2 separate regions of the Sus scrofa genome follow, and region 2 is linked to region 1. Evidence: chromatin contacts called from public Hi-C data. All regions are on one chromosome and are shown on one strand. The core of a region is the stretch at or near the end of the contact, and the rest is flanking DNA. Distances in the headings are between cores, read along the strand shown. Region 1 has its middle 42 kb from the start of EDN1. Region 2 overlaps LOC106507349 (a long non-coding RNA gene).

What was found. A called contact is a pair of places that touch in the nucleus more often than the background predicts.
Region 2: a Hi-C map of liver shows a contact between it and region 1, with 6 times the contacts expected there. The contact joins two enhancer-like sites. A contact is called at or near these places in 6 of 47 Hi-C or Micro-C datasets (embryonic fibroblasts, liver and skeletal muscle).

Annotation. Positions count from the first base shown.
Region 1 is chr7:8,790,272-8,797,989 of Sscrofa11.1, reverse strand. No RefSeq gene overlaps it. Among named protein-coding and RNA genes, the nearest start is that of EDN1, 42 kb to the right of the region's middle. Within about 2 kb of position 4,384, at least 8 of the 83 cell types and tissues checked have an H3K27ac peak or open chromatin away from gene starts, as enhancers often do. A contact at or near this core is called in liver, where this site is marked.
Region 2 is chr7:8,917,187-8,924,904 of Sscrofa11.1, reverse strand. LOC106507349 (a long non-coding RNA gene) reads right to left here. Exons shown (of 4, transcript XR_001303268.2): 2 at 7,224-7,316; 3 at 5,817-6,006. Among named protein-coding and RNA genes, the nearest start is that of EDN1, 170 kb to the right of the region's middle. Within about 2 kb of position 4,839, at least 2 of the 83 cell types and tissues checked have an H3K27ac peak or open chromatin away from gene starts, as enhancers often do. A contact at or near this core is called in liver, where this site is marked.

The DNA.
Region 1 (7,718 bases), core at 3,135-5,634:
CAGAGTAAGAAGAAAGCAGAGGTTTTTAGGGAATAAGGGAGTATATTTGAAAGCATTTTGTATCTGATGCAAATGACCTTGTTTACAAAAAAGAAACAGACTCACAAACCTAGAAAACAAAGGTATGGTTACCAAAGGGGAAAGGGGGAGAGAGGGATAAATTAGGAGGTTAAGACTAGTAGATGCAGGCGTTCCCATCATGGCTCAGTGATTAACGAATCCGACTAGGAACCATGAGGGTTCGATCCCAACCCTTGCTCAATGGATTGGGGATCTGGCCTTGCCTGGAGCTGTGATGTAGGTCACAGACACGGCTCGGATCCCACGTTGCTGTGGCTCTGTCATAGGCTAGTGGCTACAGCTCTGATTAGACCCCTAGTCTGGGAACCTCCATATGCCATGGGTGCGGCCCTAGACAAGACAAGACAAAATAAATAAATAAATAAATGAGATTCGTAGATGCAAAGTACTATATATAAAATAGATAAACAGCATAAAGTCCTACTGTGGAGCAGAGGGGCCAATCTTCAACATCTTGTAATAAACCATAATGGACAAGAATATGAAAAAGAATATATCAACGTTTATGAATAATTGAATCACTTCGCTGTGTACCAGCAACTAACACAACACTGTAAATCACCTATGCTTTAATAAAATTTTTTTCTAAAGAAAGCATTTCCCATATTGTAAAGAATAATTGATGGTTGAAGAGACTAGAATTTGAGAGTTTTTTACCAACATAAAGTGTTCACAACGGATAAATAACAGTTCCTAGAGGGTTTTTGCTTCTTAATCGTTGTGCCCCAACCATGCTTTTCAAGCTTAGAGTCTATCAACCAAGGAGCCCAGCTTTACCCAGCCCCCAGGGAGTCAGAATCTCACCTCCACCAGTATCTCACCCACACCAAGCTTTATTGACCATGGCCATAGCAGGTGCTTACTGGATGCTAATGTATATATGGTGTTCATGGGTCCCTTGATTTAAGAACAGGAGCTTCTGGACAGCTAACTGGGGACACAATCAACCCCAATGTGGTCCTGAGAGGACAAGGAGTATCCTCTTAATCTCACAGGAGTCAGAAAAGTCCCTTGGGTTAGGCTTAGTGATCTTCACTCGCCCTTAGTGTAAAAAGAGGGGAAGGAGCCCTCTCTAAGCATTTGGTTCTCCAGGGAGGGAAGCTGGTACCATGGGAATGGAAAAGTTTAGAATTCCATTTGTCCATCACCTGACACCAACTCAGTACAACTTAAACGCAGAAATGCTTCATTCGTTTGTAGCATTAGAGAGTAACGTAATCCTTGTAAAGGAACTTTCCAGACAAGTGAAGTGTGTTTCCCGAAGCAGCAACATTTTTATATCATGGTCCTTTGCAGGAGTTCTTTCCCGAGGTCTCCTGCACATGGCCCTCCCTCGTTTAACAGAGCACAGCGAACACAAGGAGCCTTGTAGTCAACCAGAAATGCCCCTCTCCCCCGGACCAAGATGGGGTTATAAGACCCTTTGTCTCTGTCCTTGGTGAGTGGTGGTGGTGGCAGGTGGCTGTGCTTTTTGAACTCTCCTTCCTGCCTGCATGCTATGGAGTAAATCTCTCTCGCTCTCTCTTACCTATTTCTTCTAATCTGTCCTGGGCTGAAAATGAAAAATGCCAGGCTTGTTCCAATTGTGTTTAACATGGCAGATCAGCTTCCAGTAAAGGACTGAATAACTGAATACATCCCAATGACGTCTGGAGCACAGATTTAATGGCATTGACCTTATATGTTTGGTAATGCTCTTATTCCCCAGTCTCTTTGGTGTGGTTGAGGTTACCAGCTAAACCCCTAGGGATGGATGAGATACGACTGCATATTCCAGCTGGTTAAACAGGTGGAATGCTTTTTGACCAAGCCAGTGTAAAGTCGCTAGAAGTCAGTGAGACGTTTCAGAGTCCCTGCCTGGTAGAATTAGGGAAGATACGGACTCAGATATTCAGCTGGCATTTGAGGACCATGCGTCTGGGTTTTCCTCATTACTGGAAGGGGAGTGGTGAGGAAGTGACACTCAAGAGCATCCAGCCCCAAACCCAGGGCCATGTTTACTGTGGGGTGGGGACCGGGCTGGCAGAAATGATTGTGTATTTTTCTTAGGTTAAAAGGGGAGGGAGATAAAAGACAAAGCTCGTCACTCCTGTACAAAAGAAAAAAAAAAAAAAAAAAAAAAGACTTGACGCTTTAGGATAAAGTCCAAACTCCTTAGAAAATTCATGGTCTAGGAGTTCCCGTCGTGGCACAGTGGTTAACAAATCTGACTGGGAACCACGAGGTGGCGGGTTCCATCCCTGGCCTTGATCAGTGGGTTAGGATCTGGCATTGCTGTGAGCTGGGGTGTAGGTTGCAGACGCGGCTCAGATCCCACGTTGCTGTGGCTGTGGTTTAGGCCGGCAAAAACAGCTCTGATTGGACTCCTAGCCTGGGAACCCCCATATGCCGCAGGAGTGGCCCTAGAAAAGGAAAAAAAAAAAAAGAAAAGAATAGAAAAGAAAAGAAAGTTCATGTTCTAGCTCTTTGCTAAGCCTGGCTTTTCACCTCTTTTCCCAATAAATGTGATGCTGTCCCTCGACCCCAAACAGCCTCCCCTCTGACCTCACCAACAGCCCCTTCCTGCGGCCTCGGTGCCACTCCCCCACTCCACAGCCATGTGTCCATTCTCTGGGGTCACAGGTTCACAGGACCTGGGTTACTTGGCTGAGCCCCTTGACTGAGGATTTGAGGACAGAATCATTCAGTGACTGCAGCCCCCAGTCCAGGACCTGCCACGCAGATGCTTAATTAATGTGGAAGGAGTGAGTTCAAGCATGTACATTTTTATTCATGAAAGCTGCCCAAGAGAAGCAAAATGCATTGAAATGTCACCTCGGGAGTTTGCTGGCTGTTCAGATGCCTGGGCCCATCCCAGCACCATTAAATCAAATGGGATCTCCGAACCCATATTTTATTTTTATTTTTAAATTTTATTGGAGCACAGTTGACTTAACACTGTTGTGTTAGCTTCAGGTGTAGAGCAAAGTGAATCCATATGACATATACACTTATTTTATTTTATTCTATTTTATTTACTTTTTATGTTATTTTTTCATTTATTTTTTTGAAGGGTTTTTGTTTTGGTTTGGTTTGGTTTGGTTTGGAAATAGAGGTGTTTTTAAAAATGGTTTTTATTTTTTCCATCATGGTTGGTTTACGGTGTTCTGTCCATTTTCTACTGCACAGCAAGATGACCCAGTCCCCCATACATATATACCTTCTTCTTCTTACATCATCCTCCATCACGCTCCATCGCAAGTGACTAGATATTGCTCCCAGTGCTACACAGCAGGATCTCCTTGCTTATCCACTCCAAGGGCAATAGTCTGCATCTATGAAGCCCAGATTCCCAGTCCATCCCACTCCCTCTCCCTCCCCCTTGGCAACCCCAAGTCTGTTTTCCAAGTCCATGAGTTTCTTCTCTGTGAAAACGTTTATTTGCACTGTATATTAGATTCCAGATATAAGTGCTATCATATGCCATTTTACATGTACACATATTTTAAATAAATGTCCCCAGGACTTCTGATACAGAGAGGGGGCTGATGGTGGCAGGAAGCATGATTGGGAAAATGTCTGGACTATTTTGATTGGACAGAGGTAATGATTGACAGGTGGGGAAACCGAGTGCCAGAGACACTGAGTGACTCCTTCAGGATCATGTAATAAATTCACTGGCATGGCCTGCATTTCTGGGAGCGGATGGGAAAGGCTGAGGTCACAGTTGTGCACACTGGCCCACAGTCGGGTGTCCCCAGGGCACGGTGGCTCCAGGGCATCACCCTGATTAACCGTTCTGGAGGCAGCACGGGGCAGAGCCCCTTTGAGTCTGAGAGAAAGTGAAGAAGAAAAAGGACCAGCTCCCCCGCCCCCTGCAGTGGTCAGGACTTAGCAGACCCACAGGACTGGGGACAGCAAAGTCGGCCCCCATCCCAGTTCCTGCTCCTGACCTGACCGTTCGTCCCAGCCAGGGTGTGGGCATCCCAGGGAGGCGGCAGGCTCCCTGCCCGGCTGAGAGTGATCACCCAGTGCAGCACTTTCACTCCCTGTGCCAAAGGAACAAGGGAACCAGGGACGAATGGCCCGGGACAGGGCACTGCCGCCTGCCCAGCCTCCAGAAGAAGGCAGCATTTTGGTGGCATCTCACACAGAACTGTCCTTTCTTTTTCCACCTCAACAAACCCCCACGGCTGATAAATCACCGGAGCGAATTGCCGCTGACTCGATGACCTTTGATCTTCCCAAGTGTCAACTTATCTCACTGAATGGACCTCCCGCGGATGGGGCTGTGGGGAGAGGCAGATGTCCACACTCCCCAGAAGAGAGCAGAGTCTCTTTAGCCACCCCCACCTCCACCTCCCCTCCACGAAACGCGACACCGAGTGACCACGGCCCTCTGGCCTGCTTGGAGGTGGCGCCACCGACCCCAGAATCCCCGGGGAGGCAGGAATTGAGCGCAGCCCAGAGGCCCCCGCGCTGCCTCCAGGGGAGGCTGGGACCAGCATCACAGACCTTCTCCATGGCAACAGTGGGTTCCAGCCTCCAGCTTCTTCCCAGCCCGCTGGAAGTCCCTGACAACTGGGGTCGGCTCCCACTCTAGATCAGGGAGATGGGGTGATGGGGAGGCAGGGGTCCCCCAGACAGGCCCCAGCACTGCCTGAGAGGCCCCCTCTGAGAGAAGACAGAAGGTCAGGGGGAGGTACTTCCAGTGCCTGTCGGGGTCCTTCTGCACCACGACCTGGGGCAGCCGCCTCATCCTCTGCTTTCCTTTTCCTTATTTGTAAAATGAAGAGCTTGAGTTCAGCGGCCTCTCAGTGCTTTTTCGCGCTGTGGGTTAGAGTCCACCCCTCCCATGGCAGCAACCTTGACTTTGTTTTGTTTTGCTTCCTACTGGGTGCAGATCCACAGAGCAAACAGGCAAGAGGGGCAAAGGTCTGGCAATCATTCCAGGCAGGAGGGCAGACACCTGTTTGGTAAGATTCTTGATGATAAACTCTTGCCCTTTTGTTTGTCTCTGCATCATTAGGACAAAATAGGTGTTCAGTAAATGCTTGTAAAAACGATTGTGCAGCTCCTCTAAAAAATCAGGGCTCTAGGTGGCCTCTTCCTGAGCTGCTGCTCTATTCAGAGAAACCGTGTGTAGCCACTGATAAAAATTGAATGTAATTGCAAGCATTAATACATCTCTTGGGGAACTTTTAAGGAGGGAAGTCTAATTCGCAACCCTCAGAAGTCCTTCTTAAAACTCCTGTCCACTGCTCTCCAGCTCCCTTATACACCTGCTGTTCAGGAAACTCTAAACTCTAAGCCCCCACTCACTATTCCCGCCCTCCACAGACACGGCCTCCTCTGGCCCCGGCTTTGTAGGCTCCTTCTTCTTTTCCTTCCTTCCGCCCCTGGCTTTCTCTCAATTTCTTTACCACTTTGTCTCTCTACTTTCCCTATTTTTCATCACAAAAGTCAGATGCAAGCAAACAAAGACCAAACTTCCTTTAGAGGCATGCAGGAATAAGAACCCAAAGAGCAAGGGAATAACTGTTTCTAGGAGACCAGGGTGGAGGGCAAGCTTGGCAAGAACTAAAAGAAAGACTTAGGGGAGTTCCCGTTGTGGTGCAGTGGTGAGCAAATCTGACTAGGAACCATGAGGTTGCAGGTTCGATCCCTGGCCTTGCTCAGTGGGTTAAGGATTCAGCATTGCCATGAGCTGTACTGTAGGTTGCAGATGAGGCACGGATCCCATGCTGCTGTGGCTCTGGCGTAGGCTGGTGGCTACAGCTCTGATTCGACCCCTAGCCTGGGAACTATGCTACGGGAGCAGCCCTAGAAGAGGCAAAAAAAAAAAAAAAAAAGAGAGAGAAAGAAAGAAAGACTTAGGACACCCTATTTATTAATGTTTTTCTCTGCTGTGAGTGAAGGTCAGTGTCAGATATCTGGGTGTCTGCATCACCAGCTTTGCAAACCTGTTGCCCTCACACCAACAGTTTTGAAGGAGTCACCTATGTGCTCTGATTTCTGAAGGAGTCAGAAAGTTTCCCCAAGTTCTAACTATCAACTGAAAGATCCATATCAAATATCAAAGTAAGATCCTTCCTTCTAAATATTCACCGTTATTGCTTTAAACCTCAGAGGCTTACGGGCATCAACCAGTCAATTAACAAAGGCGGCAGCGTGGCCAATAACTTTTGTGAGGCCCTAGGCAGCTACCCAATGTCTCCAGGGTTCTGTTAAATTGGAGGGGCAGGCCTGGGTCACAAAGGGTTGATGTCATGATTTCGCAAGGATGGGCTTGGGAATGTTTTTGTTTTTTTGTTTTTGTTTTTTTTCGTTGTTGTTGTTTTTGCCTTTTTGTCTTTGTAGGGCCGCACCCTTGACATATGGAGGTTCCCAGTCTAGGGGTCCAATCAGAGCTGTTGCTGCCAGCCTATGCCATAGCCACAGCAATGCGGGATCCAAGCCGAGTCTGTGACCTACACCGCAGTTCACAGCAACGCCAGATGCTTAACCCACTGAGCAAAGCCAGGGATCGAACCCACAACCTCATGGTTCCTAGTTGGATTCATTAACCGCTGAGCCACAACGGGAACTCCTGGGAATGTTTTTAACATCCTTAGTTTCAGCTGCTCCTACATTAAGTGGAGATACTTAGAGCTATTGGAGGTTTCAATCCAATAATAAAATATAAACATTTAGCAAAAGTCCTGGCCCATAGCCAGCACCCCATAAATGTTAGCTATTATTATTAATACTATAATTGTGACTATTGTTGGGATTCTTTCATGTTCCTCTGAGCTCAAATGGCCCCTGAATCTCCAGGTGGTGCCTGACTCAAACTAGGAGCTACTTGGGCGAAGACAGTAAGCAAAACCGCCCTGGGTCTCCAGAGCTCACCTAGGACTGTGTCTGCAGTAGAAGCGGCCTCATGAAACGCATCCAGGATTAAGTGATTCATCAATTCTAATTGGAAAGAGGAAACTATGTGAAATAGAACCACACGAAGAGGAAAGAAACACTCAACCCTGAGTTAGTACCGGAGGAGTCCCCACTTCACCTGTCGAAGGTAAGCTTTCCTTGTAGGAAAGTGACAAGGGCAAGCCCTTATCAGCTGCAACTGATAGCACAACACTGCAGACGTGAAGAGGATGAAGGCCCAGAGACAAGCCCTTCATTCTTCCCTGCTGTGTTCAGGGCCATCCATCTCTATGGCCCTGTGCCGAGCAGGTAATACGTACTGCAGTTGCTTGTGACAGCTTCCAGGACGGTTTCAAGCTTCTCCCAGGTTGAAGGCCAGCAGAAGCCCTTTCCCATGATTCCTTGACTTCAGCTGCTTCTCTGTGTGTGCTTGCGTTATGGCTCCTAGTGAAAACTCCTCCTTTGTTTATTTGTAGGTCCGTGGGTAGGTGAGATTAGGTCAGCTCTCCGCCAGGCTCTGCCCTCAAAGACTCAGTTGGGAAAAGGCTACCTCTGACCCCTCCGGAAAGTCTGGATGTGGTCTTTCCTCATTCCAGCCCAAAGAAGCAAAAAGGGAAAACGCATGCAAGTAAGCAGCTTTAGACAGCAGGAAGGCCCGGAAGACTGACATATGAAAACAAGACCGCTGGAAAGTCTGCGCTGCCGTGGAAAAGCAAAGACCCTGAGTTAACTGCGGACTAGGACAG
Region 2 (7,718 bases), core at 3,590-6,089, 130 kb before region 1:
AGAGATGAGAGCAGAAAATCCAGTCATTGCATTTCCCTTTTCAAAATTCTCCCTGTATTGCATTTGTTTAAAATCTGGGAATCAGTAACCATTCTTCTCCCTGACATATATCCTCTTTAAAGTGAAATAAAAATAGGAGTTCTCTTGTGGTGCAGTAGGTTAAGGACCCAGTGTTGTCAGGACAGTGGCTCGGGTCCCTGGGGTAGCTTGGGTTCGATCCCTGGCCCAGGAACTTCCACATACCATAGGTGTGGCCAAAACCAAAACAAGACAAAAAACTGTAATTCAAGCTAAGAAAAAATTACAGAGTATTATTGAGGATTGAGAAAAGAAGTATCTCTATTTCCTAAGCTCTCAGAGGAGAGATGTATGTATGTGTCTCCTTGCATGTTTTATTTCTTTCTCTCTTTGCCACAGCATTTGCAACGTCTCTACCAGGTCTAGAAACATTTTTCTCCAATTCTCAATCATATTACGCTTCTGATGCTTCACCTGTTGTTGCCCTTGACTGCTCTGCCCACATCAGAACTATGCCTCTGGCTAGGAGGGCAGTACATCCGCTTCAACCAAGTCCAAGATCGCGATTAGCAAAAAATGGAAGACCCCTGGAAGCATTACATTTCTTCCGGCACTGCTGATGGATGTTCCTTTCTAGGGGTAGCGGTGCTGGTGTGCATAGGTCGACCTTGTAATCATGCGTTTTCATGGCCATAATGCAGCTGGGGGCGAGGATCTGTTGGTGTTGCCTTTGACTATAAGAGAGATGGACGTACGTGAAGATAAACTTACTTGGCTCAGTTTCATGAAGGAAATTTACCATGGCAGGTGTCTCGGCTAAACCTGTTTTTAGAGTCTCCATTTTTTTTTTTTTTAAACCTGCATCAAGAAGACAAGCATATGCACCTTTGGGCCTGGGAAATGCGGTGGAATTTAATGAGGAAGAAAGCTGACATAGTTATGCATGGCTATCAAACTTGCCAGAGTGAATGAAATCCTGCAAGTAAATGGAAAATTAACTGAAAAGGATTTGGGTTTTATAACCTCCCTGGCCAGCTTGGACAGTCATCTGAGTGTCCAAAGAACTGCTTGTTTTATGGGATATTTTTGTACTTGTAAAAATTGATAATGTAACACTGTCAGGTCTGATTTTCTTTTCCTGTCCTGGGAGGAAAAGTCATCCCCCTCCTTCTTATTAAATTTGAAAAGTAAATAACCACAGCAGTATCTCAACAGACTTGATGTGTTTATTTTACACTATAAGAATGTGAAATAATTGGGCAACATGTTGCGGGGGTGGGGTGGGGGGGGGAAGACCTGGAGAACAGCTTGGTGTGTTTCACCAACTCACTTTGACCCTATTGGCTGAAAAGATGGTTATTGACGGTTACATATCTTATTCATGAGACAGACCTAAAACTTTATCAGGAGGAAATGAAACAATTCGAAGTTGTAGCTGATGCAAGAGCATTTACCAGCTTAGGGCAATCCCTTCAAAGAAAAAGTACAAATGTTGGAACTTCCCATCCTTTTGTTTTTGAACAGGGGAAGAAGGAAGCATGTCACAGAGATAAACTGCCCGGTTGAATACCGAAAGAATTTAAAAGCAAAAATATCAGGAGCAACATGATCACAGATACAAGAATTGCAGCTTATTTGAGAAAACAGTCAGCCCCCTTTTGAAGAACAAAATCATTTTGCCAATATCAGCCATTCAAACGCATTGAATATAAGATAGGAAAAATTCCTTCTGTTCTCTTTAAAAACTGAGAACGTTTTCTTTAAAATGTACCCTAGGATAGAGACGGTCAGGGGCTAGAGAGTGGGAGAAATGGGGAGATTGTGGACAAAAGGTACATTAAAAAAGTTGTTAGTTATGCAGGATCGGTAAGTTCTAGAGACCTAATGTATAGCACGGTGACTATAGTTCAAACAATTCTGAATACTTGAACTTTGCTAAGAGAGCTTACCTGTTCACACACACACACACACACACCCCCACAGAAATGGTAACTCGGTGAGTTGATGACTGTAGTAACTAGCTTGATTATAGTGACCATCTCACAATGTATATACACAGAGCGAAACATCACGTTATCTGCCTCAACCATACATAATTTTTGTTGGCCAATTACACTTTGATAAAGCTGGAAAAAATTTAAAAAGGATAAAAAATAGGAGGTAACGTACCTTCTCCGAGGAGTGAGGCTGAGTAAGGAAATGTTCAGGGGTACCTTTGAAACAAATCGTTACTGAATTTCTAAGGTATAGATGACTCACCTGTGATGAAAGTTAATTACTATTATTAATCGTAATTATAAGTCTAGGTTTGGAGGATCTTCCAGGGCTTTCTAATTCTGACAGCACCTGTCAGAGAGAAGTCACGGGGGGAAACGCGTCTCCAAGGCACAAAGAGTTCCTGTGGTTTGTCAAAGGTCACGAAGTCCCAGAGGGAACCAGAAATGTACCCATGACTTCTCTCCAAACAGCCCGCACTTCAGCTGTGAAGGTAGATTGAGTCACACAGGAGAGGGGTGCTCCCCAAACTAGAACCCAGATAGACTTCCTACCGATCCCAGACCTATAACCCAGAATGTGCTTTTCTGCCGAAAACATCAGCCTGTAGACTACTTACCTCAAAGGAGAACAGATGCCCATGGGTGACATATGGCTCGATGACCAAACCAGAAAGTTGAACTCTGGCTTTAAGAAAAAGAACCCACGAACCCACATGGGATTCCTAAGGAAGAAGCAGCTTCCTGATCTCAGTCCAAATCCATCAAACACATGGGAGGCAGGAATCTGTTTTGATTCCGGTCTGTCATTATTGATTATTAGGAAGTTCTGTGAATTAAATGACAACCAACTGTAGGGCGAACGGCGGTACAAGGACGCCACCAACCACGGCTTTTCCAGCTGAGGTTCTGCACGCCCAACAAAATTACCTCATCAGAAAGCTGTGGTCACTTAAAGCGTTTTTTCACCGAAATAAAACTGCTCCTTTATCAATCTGCCATAAAAATAAATCAACACAAAATTAGAATAGGTCAAACCTAAGATAAGCCTGAGACGCCAGCTCTTTCCAATCCAGGGCAGGAAAGAGGTGAGAAAAGTCACGTGCCCATGTTTGTGGCGGGGCAGTGACATAATAAGAATAACAATAAAAGCAGGAATTCTCATTGTGACGCAGCAGTAAAGAACCCGACTAGTATCCATGAGGATGCAGGTTCAATCCCTGGCCTTGCTCTAGTGGGTTAAGGATTTGGTGTTGCTGTGGCTGCGGTGTAGGCCGGCAACTATATCTCCCATTCGACCCCTAGCCTGGGAACTTCCATATGCCACAGTAGAGGCCCTAAAAAAAAGAATATCAATAAAAGCAATAACTTTGATAACATCTGTCATTTAGTATTTTTACCAGAGAAAAAAATTTTCTTGTACGCCTTGCAAGTAGAATCTCATTTTGGAGAGGTAGGAAGTGTAGCTAAGAGATGTCTGTGTCGTTTTCCCAAGGTCTTGGACCTAAGAAATGACAAAGCTGAGAAGGTAACCCCCGGCTTCAGCACCTAATTTGGTCTCCTTCCTCTTTTCACCGCGTAGACCACCTGCTGGTAGAACCGAATCCATAGAGAGAGGAGGCCTTTTCCCAATTCTTGTCTGGTTGTGAGAGGTTGAGGAAATATGCAGCTGAACAGCAAGAGTTGGAACTGCGTGAGTCCACTTACATATGGATTTTTTTCCAATAAATATATTGGAACATTTTTTGTGACTATTTGAAAAAAAAAAAAAAAAACTAAAATGCAGATGAACCACATGGCCTAGAAATAACAACAAAAAAATTAAGATCAAGTTAGATATGTCATGAACACACGAAATATATGTCCCAGATACTAGTCTAGCCTCCTTCTTACTTCTTCCTTTGAAACACACTCTGAGTATATCTGCTAAAATAACTTCCACCAAGTGTACTTCATGTCTTATTAGATCCTGGCTCTAAGGGCACCAGTGGCTCCCATTACCCATAACAGTAAAGCCACGTTCTAGACTATGAGCTGGTCTGTCCCTTGCCTTTCTTTCTGTCCTTACCTCCCTGACTCCTATGCTTTTTCCACAAAGCTTCCTTCAACAGCCATTCTCATGAAGCTCTAGTCCACGTGACTAATAAGGGCAAAATGTTAATCATTAGAGTTTTATTCTCACTCTTCCTTCCTACGCCTCATTGGTAAAGATGCTAATAATTAGCAGAGCTTCTCCAAGTAACACCATGCAAAATAAATCGATGACCTGATCTTTTCAACATCTTCACAATCCAAACCTCTCTACCAGTTCTTACCTCAATATGAGTAAAAGATTTATCAACTGCCACGGTTTGGGGGTGCCCCGATGGCTTGAATAGAAAATATATGCATTACGCATTATCCTCATCCATTAATTTAGGGTTATTTCTTCCCTAAAGCTATGGTAGAAGTGCAATACTATTTGTTGGTTTAATTTAAAGACGAGAACAGTACAGTAAAAGGTAACCATTTGGATACTATTGTAAAAGTCAATCTGAATCAAAAACTTAAATTGTAAAATGCAACCATTGCCTTCAAAGACGTGTAGAATGGATTAAATTGGCCTCAGGGCAGGGCCAAACGGCCATCCTCTGCATTTTCCTTTTTGATGAAAAGAGTAAAAGGATTTTTAAGACAGAACTAGTATTTTAAAGCTCTGGAAGCATTCCTTGTTTATTCTGGGCACTTCTTTGGCAGATCTTCTCTTAGATGAAACAAAGGTAACTGCAGGGCAGTGCTTGTACAAATAGCTCCAAGGGTCAATGGGGTGGAAGAGAAAAGTGAGGTTTCATGATTTAGGTCAGAAGGTGTGGACAGAAACATTTTCCAGTGGATGAAACGTTTGCCTGTTGTAATAAAATTCGTAACAGCCCTGATTGATTTTAATAGCTGGAAAGTTTCCTTGTGCCTCCAGCCACTAGTTAAATGTCTTTATTGTTGGTTTTGTTTGTTTGTTTGTTTTGGTTCTGGTTTTGGTTTTTGGTCTTTTTTAGGGCCATGAGTGCAGCGTGTGGAAGTTCCCAAGCTAGGGGTCAAATAGGAGCTGTAGCTGCTGACTTAACACCACAGCTCACAGCAACGCCGGATCCTTAGCCCACTGAGAGAGGCCAGGGATTGAACCCACATCCTCATGGATTCTAGTCAGATTTGTTACCCCTGAGCCACGGCAGGGACTCCCTGGCTTTATTGTTTTTTAAAGCCGGGGCTCATAAAGAATGGACCTACCACGCAAACACCAAGAGGTGTGCTCTTCAGGGTGCAAAGGCTCCGCTTTGGCAAGCTATCCCTTTTATGGTCCCTAAAACATACATTGCATTTGCTACCTCTTTGCTTTTATCTGAGACCTATCTGCCTTTTATTCATATTCAATCTTCACTCAACTTTCAAAGAATTAATGGACTTGACTTCCTCCTTGACGCCTTCCAGGATCATCCCAGGGTCAAGGGTCTCTCCTTCTGGGAGCTTTAGTGCCCTCATCCTTTTGAATACTCAACACTTACCCATCTCCTGGTTATATTTCCAAGTATATAAAATGTATCTCCCTCCAAATAACTGTCAGATTAAGTGTGTGGACCATGACTGTGCAAAATTCCATAGCGGACGACTTGCGGGTGACCGTGTTGTCCTATTCACCTTTATCCAAACGTTCCACCCTCCTCCTGACCCTTATGAGGTTTTAACCACAGAAATTTGCCTTGCTATTTTTATGCCTCTAAATGTCTTTAGTCACCATATTAGTTTGCTAAAGCTGCTGTAACTAATTACCATAGATGGGGTGGCTCAAGTAACAGAAGTGTACTGTCTCGAGGTGTTGGAGGCTAGATGTCCAAGATCAAGGTGCTGGCAGGGGTGGTTTCCTCCGAGGTCTCTTTCCTTGGCTTGTAAAGGACAGCCCTCTCTGTGTTCTCATCCACCATCTTCGTCACAGCTTCTTGTTCTTACAAGGACACCAGACCTATTGGATTAGGGCCCAAAGGAAGGACCTAATTTTAGTTCTGTGAAGACCTTATCTCCTAATATGGTCCCATTCTGTGATACTAGGTGTTTGGGCTTCAACACATGAATTGGGGGGTGAGGCGGTAAGGAAGATAATTCTGTCCACAACAGTGTCCTTTAAATTTTTTTTTTTCCTCTCATTTACTCTGTGGAGGAGGCTTTCTGGACCTACTATAATAAATCTAAACTAGTCATGTTAGCCCTTCTCCTTCCAAGTCCATTCAATATCAGGAGCTAATTTTCCCAACAAGTTGATTTTTTTTTTAAAGGAGAAAAAATGAGCCCTTCATATTCTGATAGAGGTAGCAGTGCTGTTACAGCTTTGGAACGTTCTCTGACATTTTTCCTATCGACTGAAGCTCTACCCAGCCTCTTATTTACACAGTCCTTGATGCCAAGCAGCTGTGCCACTGCAATTCCTGGCACCAAGTCTGCTCCAAAAGAGACCAAGTTATACTTGGTCTTTCCTCATAGCTGAGACTTTGGTGGGGCATTAGGCAATTGCCAAGACATGTCAGAAAATATCTGTCAGGTTACCTCAGGCTACATTCAATCAGGCAGTGAAATACAACGTCTAGAGTAATTACCTGGAATTAAAACTAAAACACACCCCAGAGACAGCCTTTTCTACTCAAGAACTTTCAGACTGAATGACACTACAAATAGCTTTTACCCAAAGGTGATGGAGGGTAAAATCTGTAGATCAAGCTCTGGAAGGAATGACATGACTCTGAGTTTTCACCGTCAGACCTTAGAGCAGTTGAATTGCATATAGTTTTATTTTTCATCCCATACAGTCTCAAAGGATGTTACGTGACTGGGTGCATTTTACTTTCCACCTGAATTACCCATCTTTGCTTAGGGCATAAATCTGCCTTGTTCTATCCAGAAGGCCATCCTGACAGTTAAATACCATGAGAGGGAAAGAGGCAGACGTGTGTTGACCAAAACTCTATCAGACTTTCTAAAGGGGTAAGGATACTGTGTTGACAAATTGGGAGCACAGCCGATTACCGTGGGCATTGGCTCAGGCTAAGATTACTCTCCAGCCCCTTTCACTTAAGTTTCAACCTTAATGGATTTGTGGTAAAGTGAGAATAAAGAGTTAAGAGTATGAGCACCTTTGGTTTACGTGTTCACGTAACACCATCATTCATTCAACAAATAATTGCTTACTGTTTACCACGTGGCTGACACTGCGCTCATAAAATTCATGCTGATCTGATGTTGGTATTTCTATGTTTTCCAAGGCCTGAACTTCACTCTGATCTGAAAAAATAAAGGAAAACAGTGCTATTTTTGAGATAATAATAGTAAACATTTATAAAGTCCTTTCTATATGCCAGCCACTGTTCTAAAAATATTAACCATGGTAACTCATAGCGACTTTCTAAAGCAAAACCTCTATTTATCTGCTCTACTTTACAGGTAGAGGGAACTGGGGCATATTTATCTCCATAAGCAAATGGAAGATAGTACATTTCCTTTCCAGGAGCTAGTCTTTAAAGTGACATCAAGTATTGGAGGGTGGAAGCATAATTCACTGCAGATTTTGGTGTTTGGATGAATCGTGTGAATCTGGGGTTTACCGGATTTGCTATCTGGCTTGAGATGGGGAAAGCACAATAATGAAGAAAAATGAAAGGGAAAACAAGAACTTGCTTTACGTCA